Regions from separate parts of the Mus musculus genome. Here region 2 is linked to region 1. A link is a contact called in public Hi-C data. All regions are on one chromosome and are shown on one strand. Each heading gives the region's core, a stretch centred on a gene start, on an enhancer-like site or on the middle of the called end of the contact. The rest is flanking DNA. Distances are from core to core; before and after follow the strand shown. Region 1 overlaps Gm35041 (a long non-coding RNA gene). Region 2 has its middle 190 kb from the start of Gm24070.

Region 1 (5,725 bases), core at 2,197-4,696:
TCACACTCTGTGTCTTTATTTTCACTCTGATTGAATCAGTTTGGAGCTGACCAGCTCTTAAATGCTTAAATGTTTTCACAGCCTAGCCTAAAGCCCCATGCCTACTTGATTTATACAATTCATATGTGGCTGGTGTTGGTGGATTGAGACAAATATCTTTGCGGTACTGGAAATGACTCGGTTTTCTTTCCTTCCCAAGGCCTTGCTGCAAGCACAAGCCAGCATTCTAAAAGCCAGGGTTGAGTAGAGGATCACTCCAGGGAAGAGGGCTCTGCCTTGGCCATCCCTAAGTCTTTTCTTGGTATTATTCCTGGACCCTTGGGAAGGAATCAAGATGTGTTCCATTCAATCAGGATCATTTGTAAACAGCCGAACCTCTCTCTGCTTCACTGCAGTTCACAACACTGGGAATTACAGCAACCAGCTTGCAGAGCAAGGAGGGCTGTGAAATTCAATGTCACACATGGCAAACCTTTCTCTGGAACCTTTTCATATCATGACCTTTGTGTGACACTGATGTGGTTTTGGAGCGTATCTTCCAGGTTGTACAAAGCAGCTGGACCAGTTGGGACAAGTGGGGGGAGCGCCCTGGGCCTCACATCATCTCCACTACCATCACCCCCGACTCTGTCCCTGCCCCTGCCCCTGTCCCTGCCCCACCTGACACCTTCAGAGCCTGGTGTTAGCAGGTCCTACACACTCAGTTTCACTCTATGGACTCAGAAGGAGAAAGAACCCTGCTGTGGAGACTGATCCGTCCTTGATAGAAACGGACCCGGAGTGTTTGAGAAGAAACCTGGCAAGAGAAGGGAGGAAGGAAGAGAACAGGAAAAGAAGAGAGAGGAAAAGAGAGGAAGAGGGGAGGGGAGGAGAGGGGAAAGGAAGAGGAGAAGAGGGGAGGAGAGGGGAACTGGAGAGAAGAGAAGGGAAGAGAAGGTGAGGGGACAGAAGGGGAGAGGAAAGGAGGGGAGAGAGGGGAAGAGGGGAGGGAGGGGAGAGGAAGAGAGGAGAGTGGAGGGAAGAGGAGAGAAGAGAAGGAGGGGAGACTGACTGAAGGGAAGGGGAGGGGAGGGAAGAAGAGGGGAGGGGAGAGGGAAGAGACAAACGCATTCCTTTTCTCATACTTTGCCAGCTGGGGACACATCCCCCCAAAGCCATTTGTACCCTCTCTTACCTGAGAAACCTGAAAGGACTCACTGTGGGTTGTTGGATTTCATTCCCACTCTGATTTGGCTTTGCAGCAACTGTCTTTATCGAAGCTTGATAGCCTATTGTGACACTGACTTGGTTGCACACGCACGCATACCTATACACACACACATATACATATACATACACATACACACACGCATGTATACATACACACACATGCACACACACATACCTATACACACACATATATATACACACGCGTACATACACATGCACACACACATACATACACACACACATACACACACATACACACACACACACACTTGCAGTCCTCACACTCCCTTATACAGGTCTCGCTTTGTGAAGGAAGCTCTGTGTGACAGAGTGCAGCCTCAGAATGACAGACAGGAAGAGTAGGAAGAACATTCACTCAACGGAACTAGAGTCTGCAGATGGGAACTTTTTACTTTGCAGTAATTTCAGACTTAAGAAAAATCACAAAGTATTTCTCCCAGAAAAATGCAAAAAGTACAAAGAATTCCTGAATATTCATACCCCATTTGCTTATCATCTTTCCTCTCTATTTCCCTTTTCCCCACTGAGCCACTTTTGAGGGAGATGCAGACAAGATGATTCATTATCCCTAAGCACTGCGGTGTCTTATTTCCTCACATCAGGACCATTCTTTCTCACCTCCCCAGTCTCCAAATCATGAAATTAATATTGACCTAATGGTGTTGTGTAAGCTACATACCTTTTTAAATTTTCACCAATTTTTCCTAATAACACTCTTGACAGTCAAAGAGGAAGGAAAAAATTGATCCAAAACCAATCTCATATAACACATTGTCGTGGCCGCTGGGTCTCTTCTGATCGAACAGAGCACTCATCTGTGCCTCTCATGTCGCTGGCGTCTTTGATGGATAAAAGCCAATTACATATAGGCTGCCCTTATTCAGAACGTGTCTGTTGTTCCCTCACAATGAGATCTAGGTTATGCACTTGTGGCAGAAATGGCCCAGAAGTGTGGCGTTCTGTCTCTAGTGCACGCATTAGGAAACACGATGCCAGTGTGACCCATTTATCCCTTAAGATGTGTTTGATCATTCGGTTCAAACAGTGTCTGGAGAGCCTCTCGACTGCACTATTTTTCCTCTAAAATCAGTAAATATTTTGTGAGGAGATCCTTTGAGATTGTGTGATTCTGCCATTTCCCATCAAACTTTTATTCACTTTTAACATCCACTGGCTTTTTTTTTTTTTTTTTTTTTTTTGAGACAGGGTTTTCATATATAACCCTGACTGTCCTGGAACTTTTTCTATTGACCAGACTGGCCTCGAACTCAGAGATCTATCTGCTTGCCGCTGCCTCCTGAGTACTGGGATTAAAGGTAGGTGCCACCATGCCCTGCCAGCTCTTTAAGATTGTATTTTTATTTATGTTTGTGTACACATACAATGAGCACATGTATTGTCCCAGATATGTCCGGGTAGGCATTCTTGGGGCTATCCCCATGTCCAGGCAGGTTTTTGGAGGGATGATACTCTAGACCTCTGGTCCGGGGTATCCAGAGTATATTCCAATTATAAAAATGTATTGCTCTTCTATCATCTCATTTGTGTCATGTACTTATAATCCTGGCATTCTGGAGGCTGAGGCAGGAGGATCATGCATAGATTCAATTCCAGCCTGCATCACATAGGAAGATTCTGTCTCAAGAAAACAAAAAACAACAACAACAACAAAAGGAAACACAAGAATTTCCTCTGTATATTATGGCAAAGACACACACCAGTGACATTTAGCACTGCAGTGACAAAACAGAATGTTTGACTATGTCCTTAACATCTTCCCAGACACCAGTCTCATCGCCATGCTAAAACACACCACCCTCTCCAGGCCATCTCACAACGAATGAACTTTGAAGAAAGGAGAGGAGCTGTGGAGACTGAAGGGAAAGGTGGAAAGCTCCCCTCCTCTTCATGTTTCCATGCCAGCCGGCCGGGTGCAGCTCCTCACATCTCCATTCGGCCACCGTCTCAGGGAAAACCGTGGGCTTGAGAGAACACAGACGCTCTGTCAGAGGTTAGCAATGGTCAACATCATCTCAGAAGGGAGCTGGGAAATGCCCTGGCCTTACAGAACGAACCACTGTTTCCTTCCACAGAAATGCCACTAAAAGTCACAAAGAGGGAAACCTCCGTGTTTGGACAGGTCCCATCATCTTCACGGGGACTCACACCACGGGCTGGAAGAGCTTCCGGCAGAACGGAGGGCTGGGGAAAGCCTGTGATAAATCAGCTCTGTCTTTACTAGCCAGAGGTTGCTATGGCAATAGGAATACACTGTAGGTTTTAAGAGATGTAATTTTCTGTGATTCACTGTATATTTTTAGCCATTTTTCTTCCTGTATTATCTCCCCGTGGCAATTGCCTATTAATGCTGTTCTGCATCGTGATTGGACTAAATGGACCATTCTCCAGAGTGTTTCGTGAAAACCCAGGAGATCAGTAAGTACAAGAGGGTTATGGCCTGTGGACCTAAGGGTAAGCCGGGAGACAAACCAGATTGGTTCCAGACGTGGATTAATTAGCATGGGCCATGCAGCTCCCAAGGACAGAGTGACTGGAGGACGAAAGTTTCCAGACATGCAGCACTGGACTGCATGGAAGGGGAAACTGAGTCATGCCACTCATTGTGATTGGTGGCAGACCACACAAACTAAAACAGCATCCCGAGGAAGGCTATCCAACACCTGACTTCTGAACAAGGAACCATACAAACATACTAGCTCTTACTACGATTCAGCTTAAGCCTTATTACTCTTTCCATCTCTCTCTCTCTCTCTCTTTTGCTTTAATTTACTTAATATACAGAGTATCATGTATACGATCACCGAGCAACATCCCAAACCATAATTTTACATAGTTTTCTGGACAATAAAAACTAAGTGAGGCACTAAGAAGTGCAAGCAGACTCTGTCCACTTGGCCATTTGTTAGGACGACCGTGTGTTGAATCGTTTGATGGTAGGGATACAACCTGAAAAGGGGCAGCACTAGATGCCTTCATCCTTGTGCAAATGTCGCAAAGCATAGTCACACAAACCTAGATGTTGACTGCATGCCTAGGCTCTACAGGAGAGTCCTAGGTTGCAAACGTCTGCAATGTAGTACTGCACTAAGTACTAGGCAATTGTAACACAGTAGTGTCTGCATAACTAAGGATAAAAAGATGGAGAAACCCAGAATCCTGCTTGCTTTCAGTTACTGTGATAAATTGATGACCAAAGGCAGCCTAGGGAGGAAAGGGTTATTTAGCTCTTCCACATCATAGCTCATCATCCATGGAAGTTAGGACAGAAATGCAAGGGCAGGAACCTGGAGGCAGGAGTGGATTCAGAGGCCATGGAGGGGTGCTGCTTACTAGCTTGCTCAGCCTGCTTTCTTATAGAACCCAAGACCACCAGACAGGGGTGGTACCACCCACAGTGGGTGGGCCCTCCCTCACCAGTCACTAATTAAGAAAATGCCCTACATGGCTTGCTTACAGCCCTGTCTTATGGAGGCATTTTCTCAGCTGAAGCTCCATCCTTTCTGAAGACTCTAGCTTGTGTCAAGTTGACATAAAGCTAGCCAGCACAAAGAACATGATTGTTAATGTGCTTATCATTGACCACATCAATTACACAGCACACAACGGGATCATCAGGAGTACCTTGAGCCTTTCCATTGCAGGCAACAGAAAGCCCAACGTCGGCTACCTGGAAGGAGTGAAAACTCTCCATAGCCGATACATGAAAAGGCTGTGGCTGTGGGCCAGTCTCAGACACAGTTCCAGGCAGGATCCAGATGACACCAGGGACATCTGGGCTCTCTGTCACACCACTAAGTTCCACTGATGTTTTGACTTTGGGGCTGGAGCAGCATAAGTCAGCTAATAGAGGCTCCAACAAGGTAGCTTGTTTCTCACACAGAGAAAATAGAGACAACTTTATTTCCACTCAGACAACAAGTAACCTAGAATAAGCGTAAACACCACTCCCAGAGTGCTGTCAAGAACCCACCTACTGTCATCAGGGTCACAGAAGGACTTCCCGGGTCACAGCTTTTCAAAGCAGGAAAAGGAGGCCAGCAGCCTCTGACTTTCTTACTACCAAAACCAAACCATTCCTCGAAGCCCTCATCTAACTTCTGTTGCCAGTTGATTGGCTGCAAGAACACCATATAGCCACCCCAGCCACTGAAGAAGGCTTTTAGGCTTCTCTGGTCTTTCTGTGGATGCAGCCTTTAAAAAAAATTCATCACATTCAATCGTGTACGGATATGGGTACGAATGTGCCACAGTGTGCCTCTGGAAGTCAGGAAATAACTTGTGGGAGTCACTTAACTCTCCTACCATGTGGGTCGCAGGGGTGTGACTCAGCTCATCAAAGACAAAGGAAGTGCCTTTATCTGTTGAGCCATTTTGCCAGCCGTGAATATTCATATTCATTTTTTGTTGGGAACTGAACTCAGGTCCTTGGCAAACAGAAGAGAAGCAGACAGAAGCCTTGGCTGAGACACCTATG
Region 2 (5,488 bases), core at 1,749-4,248, 1.0 Mb before region 1:
TGCCTGCATTCTGCCATGTTTCTTATCATAATGAGAAATAGTCTAAATCAGTGAAACTGTAATCCAACCCCAGTTAAATGCTTTCTTTTATAAGAATTGCCATGATCATAGTATTTCTTCACAGGAATGGGCCACTGACTAAGAGAATTATGTAGTTAAGCTAGGGTGTGCTACATAACAAACAACTCTCCAAATCCTACTCTTAATAGAAGTCCAGTCCTCCCTCCTAGGAAATTCTTGTGGATCCTGGGTAGTTTGTTTCTATGCCTAGATTCAGCCATCCAGGCCTCACCCTCTCAACTCTAGGTCTCTCTGTTCTTGGTTGTAGCCAAGGACTATGGTTTAATTAAATTCTCCAAAAAAAGATACCTAGGAGAGTTAATCCCCAATGTGACCTCATCTTGGGGTCTTTAAAGATGCTATTAGAGACCAAACATAGTCATTATATCGTTGTATTAATCCATTTTCTGATACCAATAACAAAGTACCACAGACTAGGTGAGTTATAAAGAAAAGAAAGAAATGCATTTCACCAATTCTTCTGGAGATTCAAGTTAAAGGGTAACATCAGTAGAGTTCCTAGATGGTGCAGATGTTACACAGAAGGAAACATGGATTATACATGTGTGTTTTCTGGTCTTTCTTTCTCATGTTAGAAAGCTACAAGAAGTTCAACTATGGGGCTAGAGTCTGATGACCTTATCTAACCTAAGTCTACTCCCAGTTCTAGACACTATAATCAGCTTTTTTTTCCCTCAGTATCTGTCTTAGTTAGGTTTTCCATTGCTGTGAAGAGACACCATGGCCAAGGGCAACTCTTATAAAGGAAAATATTTAATTGGGTCTAGCTTACAGCTTCAAAGGTTCAGTCCATTATCATCATGGCAGCCATAGCAGCATCTAGGCAGGGACGGTGCTGGAAAAGGAGCTGAGAGAGTTCTACATTTTGATCTGAAGGTAGCCAGGTAAGACAGTATCATGAGCAGCTAGGAGGAAGATCTCTTCTGCACTGGCTGGAGCCTGAACATAGGACCTCAAAGCACAAAGCCTGCCTACACAGTGACTTACTTCCTTCAACAAGTTCACACCTATTCCAACAAGGCCACACTTCCTAACAGTGCCACTTCCCATGGGCCAAGCTTATTCAAACCACCACAGTATCTCTCAATGAAGACTAAATTCTACTATAGGAAATGTGAGGAATTTACTGAAACCATTTCTAACCATAGCAGAACTCTGATCTAATATGGCTGACCCCATACAAGAAGGCAGCACTCTCGATGCAGAGAGGCACACAGAGAAACTTGCCATGTGAAGGTTGGAATTACATTGCCACAGACATTGTACTCTCAGAAGCCAACACAAAGTCCTGGAGTATGTCTTTCCTTTGTGATTATAAAGGGAACATAGTCCGTTGGCCAGAAGCACCCTACTCTCAAGTTTCTTACCTGTGAGATAGAAACTTTCTGTTATTTAAGCCATAATGAGGGACTCTAGCCAGTCCTGGCATGGCAAACATGGCTCTGGCAGGCCTTGCCTTTCTCCCTGATTGCCCCCTGCTTCCTCTGAAGCAAATAAATCTCCTTTGTGCTGAAAACTTGATCTTGGGAATCCTGAGCTGATGTTGTTTCCTACAATTAAGATTATGGTACTATGCTATAATTAAGATTATAGCAACCCTAGCAAACTAAACACCAAGAAACAGAGAGACTGGGTGCTCACACCTTGTAGCTTTCCCCTGCCTGCCTCAGCCTTAAGGATATATTTGTACTCATGGTTTGTTGGCCAGAAATAGTCACATGGTGTTGGGCTGTGTTCACAGAAGAGGAAAACTGAAGTCTGCATACATCCACGGCATCTACTCTGTTTCTCATTTTAGATGCTAGTGATTAAATCAGTTTGAAAAAATGTTTTCTATTTTCTGTTCCAAGAAGACAACTGAATGGTCTAAACTCGCTTTATCTGTATCTTACCAGTGTATTCCCTCCTAGGTTCTCTTGAAGACGAACCACGGGTGTGGGTCTGTTTATAGTTAGTCATATGTACTAAGCTATAGGCAAGGTGTGAATGCAATTAGAACATGGTGTTGTGTCTAAGCATGAGACCCTGCCAGGGACAGGGTCTTTTCTCTCGTCCAAGTTGTCCTGGACTCATCATTAACTCAGGCTATCCTCAAAACCATGGTGTTCCTCCTGCCTCAGGCAGTCTGGTGCTGAAATTTCAGGCAGGAACCACTACATCTCCTGCCCATGGAAACCGGACCAATTTTACCTAGTTTGTCTGAACTGTTGGTGAAGTCGGCCTTTTGAGATTCCTTGACAAGCCACTTATATGCATACATTATTCTTGAAAATATATAGTCCAAATTTCAAACAACAAGCTTAGAAAATAATTCTTTTACAAAACATTGCATTGGTGAATGAATGAATTTCTCTCTCCTTCTCTCTTCCCCCCTCTCTTTCTGTATGTGTGTGTATGTGTGTGTGTGTAAGACCATAATCATGCCTGTGCACATGAATGTATTTATAACCTTGAGTTATCCTCAACCTAGCAACAATATTTTAAAATTATTTGTATGCAGTATACTTTATTCATGTGCATATAATTTTAAAATAATATATCCACATTCTTTCAACTGAATCTGCCTTAGAGTATATATCATAATAACATAGCTATGATTGTGCTCAAAGTTATTCCTGAAGAACATGCTTGGTTGGTTTCACTCAGCCAAGTTTTTTTTTTTTTGAATATTTTTAAAAGTAAGGGAAAGAAATGAGACAAATTGTACTTTTCATGTACTGTGGCACAAACTAGAAAAATATAATTGGGCTTCAGGCCAAATTCTGAAGGCAATTGGAGCTGCTTATGTCAATTCGGCACACTCTATTCCTCAACTCCTGTTGACAGAAAGGAAAATTGGTAGTGATCTGCTTCTCCATGCTGGAGAGGCGGAGAGAATATCTGGGCTCCAGATCGCAGCAGATGGATGCATGCAACAGCTACTGATTTGTCATTTGTGGGGAGTAGGGAATCCTCCAGCTTGGAGGAGGCTTCGTGTGTCGGTTGCCTTGGGCCATCTGTTCCGTGGCTGAAGGCAGCGCCATACGCTCAGTAAATGTTTGTGGAATGAATAATGAATCTTTCCTAGAGAGCTTCCGTGCAAGTGAGCCTGCCTTTTCTTTATACCTGACTACCACGTGGTCCATTCTCTGGTCTCCACAGGAAGATATGCACTAAGCGGGATAAGACACTGCCTCAGGTTGACTTATTTGTCAAGTGTTTATTGAACTGTTAGGTGCTGGGGACTTTGATAAATCTCAGATATCTAGGTAACAATAACCTGACCCAGAAAAATAATGTGTTTGCCCTAATAGATCGGAAGATGTGTGAAAAGCCGTCTAAGAACGTAGAAGATGCCTTGAAGATTTTAGGACAGAGGTGGGAGAAGCGGGAACCTCAGCATCCTGTGTGCTTTAACTTTTGCACAGCCTAAGTTCTCTACATCAGACAGACTGTACCGGGCTTTAAGTAGTCAGGACTCCCAATGCTTCCTAGGCCACCACTCTCCTATACTCTGATAGAGTTGCAATCTACCTCTTGACTGGCATGTGCCTCTCAGCATAAAGGCGTACTTCAGCTTCTCACCAGAACAAAAGCACATCTTTAACCTGCTTATCTGCCTCAACGTTTTTTCCTTTATGTATCTTCCTCAGTCAACCGAGTCACGAGGACTTTAGTTTCCTCTGTCCCTCATGTCCCCTTGTCACACAGCACCATCACAGAGTCAGTCTTTTCTGTGCCACACCTGTCCCCAGAGAGGTCATTCAGTCTCTGGGTCCTTAACCTATTGTAAAATGTACATTATTAACGATTTGCTGGCATTTGACCCTACTGAGCAGGGTCCTTTCACTGTCTTTCTTGTGACCTCAAATGATCTTGAGTTTTTAGTTTGCTTTTAAGCTCTTTTCTCAAGTGCTTTTTTGGCCATTCTCTTTCTGTCCACTTTGTAAATGGTGTTTTCTGAGGCTTGGCTTTTGGCCACCTCTTCTTGTCACTCTACTGAGTTTACTCGGGTGACCAAATCTATTTTCATGTCCTTAGCTAACTCCATCCAAGCTGATAGCTCTCTCATTTTGTATTCCCAACCTAGGTTTTAAGCGACATACCTATGCCTACTGACTTTTTATTTTTCAGATACCTCCCTTTTCTTCATCCTTATGTCCATTAAATTATTACAAGTCAATGAATGATTTGCCTGGATTGTGGCAGCTTTCTCCTCTCTCTGTTTCCTGCTAGCAAGCTTGGCCAGTGTTAGACTTAATTGTCCTTTCCTACTAAAGTTCTCACACCCAGCGAAGCTAAGTCTAGAGATACCCACTAAGGAGATAACTACAGTTAAATGAAGTCATAAGGGTGGGGCCCTCTCCAGTGTGACTAATGCTCTTATAAGAAGTAGAGTCGATACCATAAGGGTGTGTACACAGAAGGAAGACCATATGGCCATGTGAGGAGACAAGGAAGATAAAGCAACCTACAGTCTAAGGAGAGAGTAGCTGTACTCCCTGTCACCTTTTTGAATTTGGAAGTAAAGCCACAGAACTGTGAAAAATAAATTTCTATCGTTTAAATTACTTAGTACTTGGTTATTTTGTTATAGTGGCATTAGCAGATTAATATACACACTTAATAGATTATTTCAAAAGCAGATTTGATCATGTTGCTATCCTGCTTATACTTTATGGTATAGAAGACTGCCTCTACTCCTAGTTCCTGCCCTTCTTTTTGTTCAATATTCTGACCTTACTAAATTACACAATTACACATTCATTCTGAATCTTTACAAATGGTCTTCCTTTTGCTGGACTATTTTTCCTCATCAGACCACTTACTTCCTTGACAACATCCATTTAAACTACAGTTAACTTTTATACATTTATTCACAAAGGTTTTGTGTGTGTGTGTGTGTGTGTGTGATTCCTCAAACTGCTGGGTACCATTCCTAAGTTCTTCTGGATTCCCACAGTCTCAGGCTGTGAACTCTTGGAAGAAGGTGGCTATGGTCTCATTTATCTTTCTATTTAAGTCTCGTATCTACCCATATATTGATTAAAACATGGTATTCAAAATTGATTTTTAGATGAATTAATAAAGATTAAACACTACTCTCAAGGATACAAAATAAAATTTGACAAATCATTGTATTGACACAGGTGGGAAGAAAAGTCAGGGAGAAGATTCTAGTTGAGCCCACCTTGTCTTATGATTGGATGGAGTCACACATACTTTGTAAACTAAGAACAATATAGTCATTACTATCATTGTAATCACAACAACATTTTTTTGTTAACTGTGCCTACTTATACCATAGGTCTGAAGTCTGCTGTAGATCACGAATTGTAAAACATTTAGTTTGATGCATCACAGCCACTGTATAAGGAATAATTATTCTTTTTGCTGCCTCAAAAATGGGAGAAATGATGACTTGGAG

What was found. A called contact is a pair of places that touch in the nucleus more often than the background predicts.
Region 2: a contact with region 1 is called in a Hi-C map of cerebral cortex, with 3 times the contacts expected there. The contact joins two enhancer-like sites. A contact is called at or near these places in 4 of 484 Hi-C or Micro-C datasets (cerebral cortex, cortical neurons and embryonic stem cells) and 1 of 115 datasets of contacts at active chromatin or transcription factors (astrocytes).

The regions. Positions count from the first base shown.
Region 1 is chr12:77,002,907-77,008,631 of GRCm38.p6, reverse strand. The region is part of intron 1 of Gm35041 (a long non-coding RNA gene); the gene reads right to left. Among named protein-coding and RNA genes, the nearest start is that of Gm35041, 33 kb to the right of the region's middle. Within about 2 kb of position 3,446, at least 19 of the 459 cell types and tissues checked have an H3K27ac peak or open chromatin away from gene starts, as enhancers often do. A contact at or near this core is called in cerebral cortex, where this site is marked.
Region 2 is chr12:77,999,546-78,005,033 of GRCm38.p6, reverse strand. No RefSeq gene overlaps it. Among named protein-coding and RNA genes, the nearest start is that of Gm24070, 190 kb to the right of the region's middle. Within about 2 kb of position 2,998, at least 4 of the 459 cell types and tissues checked have an H3K27ac peak or open chromatin away from gene starts, as enhancers often do. A contact at or near this core is called in cerebral cortex, where this site is marked.